3 separate regions of the Pan troglodytes genome follow, and all the other regions are linked to region 1. A link is a contact called in public HiChIP or PLAC-seq data. All regions are on one chromosome and are shown on one strand. Each heading gives the region's core, a stretch centred on a gene start, on an enhancer-like site or on the middle of the called end of the contact. The rest is flanking DNA. Distances are from core to core; before and after follow the strand shown. Region 1 holds the start of CSRNP2 (cysteine and serine rich nuclear protein 2). Region 2 holds the start of POU6F1 (POU class 6 homeobox 1). Region 3 holds the start of DAZAP2 (DAZ associated protein 2).

Region 1 (2,700 bases), core at 142-2,641:
GAGCTGCAATGAGGCCAGTGTATTCAAGCAGAGTATGGAAGGGGGAAAGTAGAAGCAAACAAGATGACAGAACAAAATGAGGGGGCGGGGTGGGGGGCGGGGGACAAGAGAATGCAGCTCGAGCTTGCCGAGCCTTATAGTTCAAGGGAAAGACAACAGAGAAGAAACCAAGGCTCTGTGTCCTTGGCAAATCACATACAAATTTGACTTCTTAATCTTGGTTTTCCCCTTTTTTTTCTTTTTCTTTTTCTTTTTTTTTTTTTTGAGACGGAGTTTCGCTCTTGTTGACCATGCTGGAGGGCAATGGTGCAGTCTTGGCTCACTGCAACCTCCGCCTCCCGGGTTCAAGCCATTCTCCTGGGTCGGCCTCCCGAGGAGCTGGGATTAAAGGCACGTGCTACCACCCTCGGCTAATTTTTGTATTTTTAGTAGAGACAGGGTTTCACCACGTTGGTCAGGCTGGTCTCGAACTCCTGACCTCATGGCCCGCCCGCCTCGGCCTCCCAAAGTGCTGGGATTACAGGCATGAGCCACCGCGCCTGGCGCCCTTTCTTAAAAATAGGTTGCGGAAGGGCGCGGTGGCTCATGCGTATAATCCCAGCACTTTGGGAGGCCGAGGCGGGCGGATCGCCTGGGCCCAGGAGTGCAAGACCAGCTGGGGCAACATGGCGAAAACCACTTTTCTATTTAAATAAATAAATTAGTTTGCAAAGTTGAGAAGATTTTTTTTTTTTTTTTTTTTTTTTTTGAGACGGAGTCTCTCTCTTTCTCCCAGGCTGGAGTGCAGTGGCGCGATCTCGGCTCACTGCAAGCTCCGCCTCCCGGGTTCACGCCATTCTCCTGCCTCAGCCTCCCGAGTAGCTGGGACTACAGGCGCCCGCCACCACGCCCGGCTAATTTTTGTATTTTTTAGTAGAGACGGGGTTTCACCTTGTTAGCCAGGATGGTCTCGATCTCCTGACCTCGTGATCCGCCCACCTCGGCCTCCCAAAGTGCTGGGATTACAGGCGTGAGCCACCGCGCCCGGCAGCAATTTTTTTTTTTTTTTTTTTTTAAAGAAAACACTCAAAGCACTCCCTCATATAAGTAGATAACTCAAGATATTGCTTGTATTCTTTATAACCTGCGCAGGCTGCAATAAGTCATATTGCTGAAGACTAAGACCCCATGAGCGAGGAGAAGGGGGGATCATGTTCCTAATGGCGTGTGGTCAGGACACGAAAGAAAAAGGGAGCTTTGGAGGAGAATTCGTTTATTTAAGATCTGTAGCTGAGTCTCCTCTCTTCCCCCATTAAAAGGTTGCAGCAGAGATGCCGCCTCGGGAGCCGGTTTGCCCGCCGGCTTCGGCTTTGCAGCAGTTACCGCCTACAACTCCCGGCATGCTGCTGGGCGTGGGGCCGGCCCGTAGACTCCATTTCCCAGCCAGCCCCGGGTCTCGGTCAGGACGTGCCGGCGCCTATAAGAGCCAGTGCGCTGCAGCCGGAGCCTATTGTTAGCCGGAGCCGGGGCGGTTCTGGGCGTCTGCTGCTGGGGGCGCCCGAGTTGCCGGAGCCGCCCGGCCCTCTCTGCTTGCCGGCTGGGCTGCCCACCGCCCTCCCTCCCCGCCCTGCCGCCCTGGGAGCTCCCCGGCCGTCGCCGCGGGGCCCGGGACTCGCTCGCTCCTCCCTCCTTCCCACCGGGCTAGGGCGGCGGCGGCAGCGGGGGCGGCAGCGACCATCACGGGAGGAGGCAGCTGCGGCGGGGCTGGTAATGGGCCTAGGGGTGCGGGGCGGAGGGTGCGCCTCGTCCTTTCTCGGGATCGGCCCTCGGGCGGCCGTGGAGGAGTGGTCAAGCCCAGAGCTGTGCGGATGGAGGGGTCAGAAATGAGAGGCTCGGACGGGAGCGGTCGGGGGGCGGGGAGGTCGGGTGCCGTTGGGAAGGAACCGAGTCGGGAAGAGGCGTGGGAGCGAGGGGCACCGAGGACGCTGGCCCGGACTGCGGGGGCAGCTCGCGGGAGACCGATGGGCGGCTTGGAAGCCTGCAGGATTGCGGATGAGGATTGAGTTCGGAATGGAGTGGAGAATGATGTAGGATGGAGGAAAGTGAAGGAAGGGGAGGGGGAACAGAGGAAAATGTGGGAGGAGTGGTTGGGAATTTGTGAGTAGCAGGCAGGAAGGGATGAGGAAGGCTGGGTAGGGGCTGCAGAGGATTGGAACGAGCGGGAAGGTTAGCAGGAATCAGAGGGAAGTGGGCCGAGAGCTGAAGGGTTCGGCAGGAGTGTTCATTAAAAGGAACTGGTGACTTGACATGTCCCTTCGCTCCGGTTCCTGATGTCTCCCATATTTCTGGCGTCGTGTGGGAAAATGAAAGCATCAATTGCCCTGGTTGCTAGCTTGATCTTTTTTCTTAGGCCCAATTACGCAGCCAACTGCCACCCGTCCCTTTTAGTGCTGTGGTCTTGATTCATCCTTTTAAAGGGGTTGAGAGTGGCAGTGTGACACACAAACTGTTCTTCAGAATGAAATGCTAGAAGTTATCCCCACAAGACAACACTGTCCCCTTGTCCTGCAGTTTTCAGTTCGAGGTAAATCCATAGTTCAGATTTTTTTCTTCACTGGCTTTCTGTCTTGCAAATCCACAAAGCCAGGATGTTGGTTGTGCCGGTGTTATAAATGACTGGATATCCTTGAGAGTTAATGCAGCATCATGTTCCAGTTCCCA
Region 2 (2,700 bases), core at 168-2,667, 140 kb before region 1:
TTTACCTGGAAGAAATAAGTGCATATGTTCACCAAAATACTTGTACAAGAATGCTCATAGCAGTTTTATTCCTAAGAGGCCCAAACAACAAGCAAATGCCCATCAATAATGGAATGGATAAATTGTAGTATAATTATGCAATGGAATACTACACAGCAATAAAAAAATACTTCTACATTCAACAACATGGATGAATCTCAAAAACATATATTGAGGCCGGGTGTGGTGGCTGACGCCTGTAATCCCAGCACTTTGGGAGGCCGAGGAGGGCGGATGACTTGAGGTCAGGAGTTTGAGACCAGCCTGGCCAACATGGTGAAACCCTGTGTCTACCAAAAGTATAAAAAATTAGCTGGGAGTGTGGTGGCTCATGCCTGTAATCCCAGCACTTTAGGAGGCTGAGGTGGGCGGATCATGAGGTCAGGAGTTCAAGACCAGCCTGACCAACATGGTGAAACCCCATCTCTACTAAAAATACAAAAATTAGCCGGGCATGGTGGCGTGTGCTTGTAATCCCAGCTACTCAGGAGGCTGAGGCAGGAGAATCACTCGAACCTGGGAGGTGGAGGTTGCAGTGAGCCAAGATCACACCATTGCACTCCAGCCTGGGTGACAGAGCGAGACTCCATCTCGAAAAAAAAAAGAAAAAAAAATTAGCTGGGCGTGATGGCACGCACCTGCAGTCCCAGCTACTTGGGAGGCTGAGGCAGGAGAACCACTTGAACCCGAGAGGCGGAGGTTGCAGTGAGCCGAGATCACACCACTGCACTCCAGCCTGGGCGACAGAGCAAGACTCCGTCTCAAAAAAAAAAAATTTTTGTTGAGTGACAGAAGTCAAACACAAAAGATTGCATATTGTCTGATTCCATTTATGAGAAGTTCAAGAATCAGCTCAAGTAATCAATCTATGGTGACAGAAATCAGAATAATGGTTACTTTGGGAATTTATGGCCTGTGAAGGTATATAAGGGAATCCTCAGGTCTTGGAAAGGCTCTATATCTTGTTTTGGGTGGGGATTACATGGATATATATATGTGTGTGAGTATATACATGTATATATAGACATGTATATATGTATACACTTGTGTATCTATACATGTGTATCTATGTACACACATACACGTATCTATGTACACACACACACATATCTGTACACACACACATACACGTGTATATATGTACACACACACGTGTATATATGTACACACACACGTGTATATGTACACACACACGTGTATATGCACACACACGTATATATGTGTACACACACACGTGTATATGTGTACACACACACGTGTATATGTGTACACACACATATATACATGTGTATATGTATATACGTGTAAAAATTTATCAAGGTATACACATACTGTGTACATGTTATGCCCCAATAAACACAGAAACAAAAAGTAATATATGCTCATCAAATATTAAGCAATGCATTAGTGTATACAACATAAAGAAAACCGTGATTAACATTTTTATGTATGTCTCCCTGAACTCCTCTGATCACATCCATATTTCTTTCTTCAAACTGTCGCTGATATCCATGCTATCCGAAGCCTTTGATCTATGTGTAGCACCAAACCAAGTGACATAAATGAAAAGTTTCAACCTTCATGTGACAAAGTTCAGCAGCAATACTGAGGCCCTTCTTCACATAAAGAGTAGTGGGAAATACAAACATGAGTAAGTCACAACCAGTGCTCTCAAAGAATTCACAGTCCAGGGAGAGAAACTACAGGGACTACCGGCCAAATAAAAACCCCAAGAACTGTAATACCAAGCCACGCAGTAGAGTTTCACATGGCCATTAAAACGAGTTCAAACTATTGTACAAGGAATGACACCTTACAGTTGTATAGAGCTTGCAGCTTTCAGTTTTTTCACATACAGGCTCACAAACTTAACCCTATGAAGTAGTCATTATAAATGTCATTATAAATATTATCCTTGTTTTATAAGTAATGAAAAATTACTTGCCTGGACGGCTAGTGGAAGAGTTGGGACTAAAACCTAAGTATTCTGACTCCTAATACATTGGTTACTCATAAATCCGCCGCCAGCAGTACCTGCTCACTTCCAGATGGAAACAGCAAGCTGATAACAGCCTAGTCCACTGGCCAGGTTAACGAGGAGGCCGGGCCATTCAATGCCCTTCCACCATGAGGCCTTACGGAGCAGTCCCGGGGAGGACTGAGGCCTCCAACTGCATTCTCACACTGCCTCTAACCCATCTACCTCTAGCTATCCTCAGACCACCAAATATCGGGAGAGGGTGGGAGGGGGAACAGCCTAGGATGACAGCAGGTGGCCTCAGTATTGGGATCCACATTCACTGGATTTACAGAGCCTCCTTCCTTCCCAGTTCTTCTCTCCATTCCCACGCTTCCACTTTGGTCTTCCAACTTTTTTCTCTTTCAGTTGTCCACCACTTCTCCAATCTGCTTTCCCTCAGCCGCCCACATCCACCCCTTTTCTGGTCCCCTCTCTACCTTAAGAAGCTGCTAGAGGTTTTTCACCATTCCACTGAACTTTGTCTTTCTGTTCACATTTCCTTGTCTACTTGGACAAGAAGGCCGGAAATGTGCTTTTAGACAACACAGCCCACGGCCGCCACCGGGTGAGAGACCTGGGACCCTTCGCTGCTTTGGCGCTGGGGCACAGCTGTTCAGAGGTTCTCCACGTTGGCTGAGCGA
Region 3 (2,700 bases), core at 184-2,683, 150 kb before region 1:
TGCTCACTGCTCCTACTAACATACCGAAGTAAGGGGTTAAGTCTACCTGGGCCCAAGTTCCCTCCGGAATGCAGGACAGGTCTGGGGTTCTGGCCTGCTGCTGTTCTGGCTTATCAAGGGTGCCTCTGCTCTAGGTAGTCTCCACAGCCTGTCTACAACCAGCCCAGACTTCGTGGGTAACAGCAGTTCTGATTTTCCTTACAGATTACTATTCAAGGTCGACTTCCAAACAAAGGGTGTGAATGATGGAAGTGAACCGTGAGACTGGGAAAAGGGTGCAGGGGTGAGGAGGAATATCCTCACTGGAAAAGCGGGGGATCAGGTTTGGTTTTTTGTTTGTTCCGAGACGGAGTCTCGCTCTTTTGCCCAGGCTGGAGTGCAGTGGCGCGATCTCGGCTCACTGCAACCTCCGTCTCCTGGGTTCAAGCAATTCTCCTACCCCAGCCTTCCGAGTAGCTGGGATTACAGGCGCCCGCCACCACGCCCAGCTAATTTTTGCATTTTTTAATAGAGACGGGGTTTCACCACGTTGGCCAGGCTGGTCTCGAACTCTTGACCTCAGGTGATCCGCCCGCCTCGGCCTCCCAAACTGCTGGGATTACAGGCGTGAGCAACCTCGCTCGGCTTTTTTTTTTTTTTTTTCTATTCCTTTTTTACCCCCTCAACCTATTCCTGCGTTATGGGAATCATGTTCCGACAGACACACTGGTACAACCACAGAAAAGGGGAGAAGTTCTGATCCCGTCAGCGAAGGGCGAGGGGGTGCGAAGGGAAGGAGAAGAGACCTCACAGGCCCCGGCCCACGAACCAACTCCAGCAATTCAGTAGTTAAGTTCGGCCCCGCCGGGGGTTCCGTTGCGCGGCGCCCCGCCTCCGCCGGCTCTCCATTGGCCTACGCGAATGCCTGCGCTAGCGCTCTATTTGCTCCTGCGGATGCCCATCATGTCAAGGCCCCCCCCCACCACCCGAGCCCGCAGCTCCAAACTGCGCCACAGAGTTTACGGAGGAAAGGGCCTGGAGGCAGCAAGCTGCCGTAATTTCGGTTTGACGAAGGCGTCAGGCGCAGCGCCCTGGACTGCAGCCGGCCAGGGAGCATGGCGCAGCCCACCCCAAACCTTGCGTTTGGTGACCCTGGGCTCCGAATCCGCTCGCTCTGGGCCAGCAGTACTCCCCCCGACGACCTCTGCCACCCTCGGTCCTTGCCTTTGCTGTTCATGGTGGTTGCGGGTCCGGTTTGTCTCGGCGTCGCGGACGGTTATTTTTTTCGTCCTCTTCCTGTTCGGAGCTACTTCCGTGTCACATGATGGTCCGTCCGCCTAGCGTCACCCGACGCCCGAGTGGCGCTGCCGCCGGAAACTCCGCCCCTGCGCCGGGCTTCCAGTCGGCCGCGGGAGGGTCCGCGCGGTCCCGCCCACTCGCCTTGTCCCCACCCCCTGCTCGTTTCTGTCCTCCACCCCCCTACCGGTGTCCCTCAGCTGGAGAAAAACCAAACGCAGGTATTGTCTGGAAACAGGATGTTTTCTCTGTTGGACGCTCGGATGCAGAACGATGCAAGCATTCCCCGGAACCTTTTTCCACCTACACGCGTTCACTCAAGGTCACCTCACCTTGGCAACCTTCCACGAGGGGCTTAGATTTCTGCAAATTTGTCGCACTGCCTGAAATCGGCTCCCCACACCTTAGTTTATCATGCGTCCCTCCCCACCAAGCCCAACTTAAGCTTCAGCTCTGTTAAAATTTATTTTGCCACTCCAGCTCACATGTATCCTTTCCTGAATGAGACCTGCACTGGAATCTTCGCTGCCCTGTCTTCCCCAGGACAGTCGTTGCCTTTCTCACGTACAGGAAGGGATTATGTTTTCCGTGCTGTACGCAACACCTGGCACTGAAACTGACATAACTGCACTACCCATGGAGTGTTTGTGGCCCTTTCCTTTTTTTAGCACCTGTTGCAGGTGACCTGTATGGTACCTCTATTTTTCTCTATGTGTGGCTTCTCTTTCTAACCTAATTATCCTTAAGGGCAAAGATGGCATCCTTTAGGGCAGCGATTAAGTGTTTTCTTTTCTTTTTCTTTTTCTTTTTTTTTTTTGAGACGGAGTCTTGCTCGCTTGCCCAGGCTAGAGTGCAGTGGCGCGATCTCACCACAGCCTCCACCTCCCGGGTTCAGGCAATTCTCCTGCCTCAGCTTCCTGAGTAGCTGGGCCTACAGGCGTGCGCCACCATTCCTGGCTAATTTTTGTATTTTTAGTAGAGACGGGGTTTCACTATGTTGGCCAGGCTGGTTTTCTTTCTTTCTAAAAAAAGTTTTAATTTTTTCTTTTTTTTTTTTTTTTTTTTTTTTTTGAGATGGAGTCTTGCTCTGTCGCCCAGGCTGGAGTGCAGTGGCATGATCTCGGTTCACTGCAACCTCCGCCTCCTGGGTTCAAGCAATTCTCCTGCCTCAGCCTCCCGAATAGCTGGGATTACAGGTGCCCGCCACCACGACCGGCAAATTTTGTATTTTTTAGTAGAGACAGGGTTTCACCATGTTGGCCAGGCTGGTCTCGAACTCCTGACCTCAGGTGATCCACCTGCCTCGGCCTCCCAAGGTGCTGGGATTACAGGCATAAGCCACTGCGCCGAGCCTTATTTTTATTTATTTATTTATTTATTTATTTTTGAGACAGAGGCTTGGTCTGTCGCCAGGCTGGAGTGCAG

Evidence for each region. HiChIP or PLAC-seq counts read pairs in DNA pulled down with a chosen protein or histone mark.
Region 2: an H3K4me3 HiChIP or PLAC-seq map of stem cell-derived excitatory neurons shows a contact between it and region 1, with 2.7 times the contacts expected there. The contact joins the promoter of POU6F1 here to the promoter of CSRNP2 in region 1. A contact is called at or near these places in 1 of 7 Hi-C or Micro-C datasets (stem cell-derived neural progenitor cells) and 1 of 1 datasets of contacts at active chromatin or transcription factors (stem cell-derived excitatory neurons).
Region 3: an H3K4me3 HiChIP or PLAC-seq map of stem cell-derived excitatory neurons shows a contact between it and region 1, with 3 times the contacts expected there. The contact joins the promoter of DAZAP2 here to the promoter of CSRNP2 in region 1. A contact is called at or near these places in 1 of 7 Hi-C or Micro-C datasets (stem cell-derived neural progenitor cells) and 1 of 1 datasets of contacts at active chromatin or transcription factors (stem cell-derived excitatory neurons).

Annotation. Positions count from the first base shown.
Region 1 is chr10:44,779,755-44,782,454 of NHGRI_mPanTro3-v2.0_pri, forward strand. It overlaps CSRNP2 (cysteine and serine rich nuclear protein 2), which reads left to right and starts at 1,392. Exons shown (of 6, transcript XM_063785634.1): 1 at 1,392-1,746.
Region 2 is chr10:44,643,863-44,646,562 of NHGRI_mPanTro3-v2.0_pri, forward strand. POU6F1 (POU class 6 homeobox 1) reads left to right here and starts at 1,418. Exons shown (of 11, transcript XM_054663334.2): 1 at 1,418-2,700.
Region 3 is chr10:44,624,979-44,627,678 of NHGRI_mPanTro3-v2.0_pri, forward strand. DAZAP2 (DAZ associated protein 2) reads right to left here and starts at 1,434. Exons shown (of 4, transcript XM_003952190.6): 1 at 1,204-1,434. The coding sequence starts at 1,216.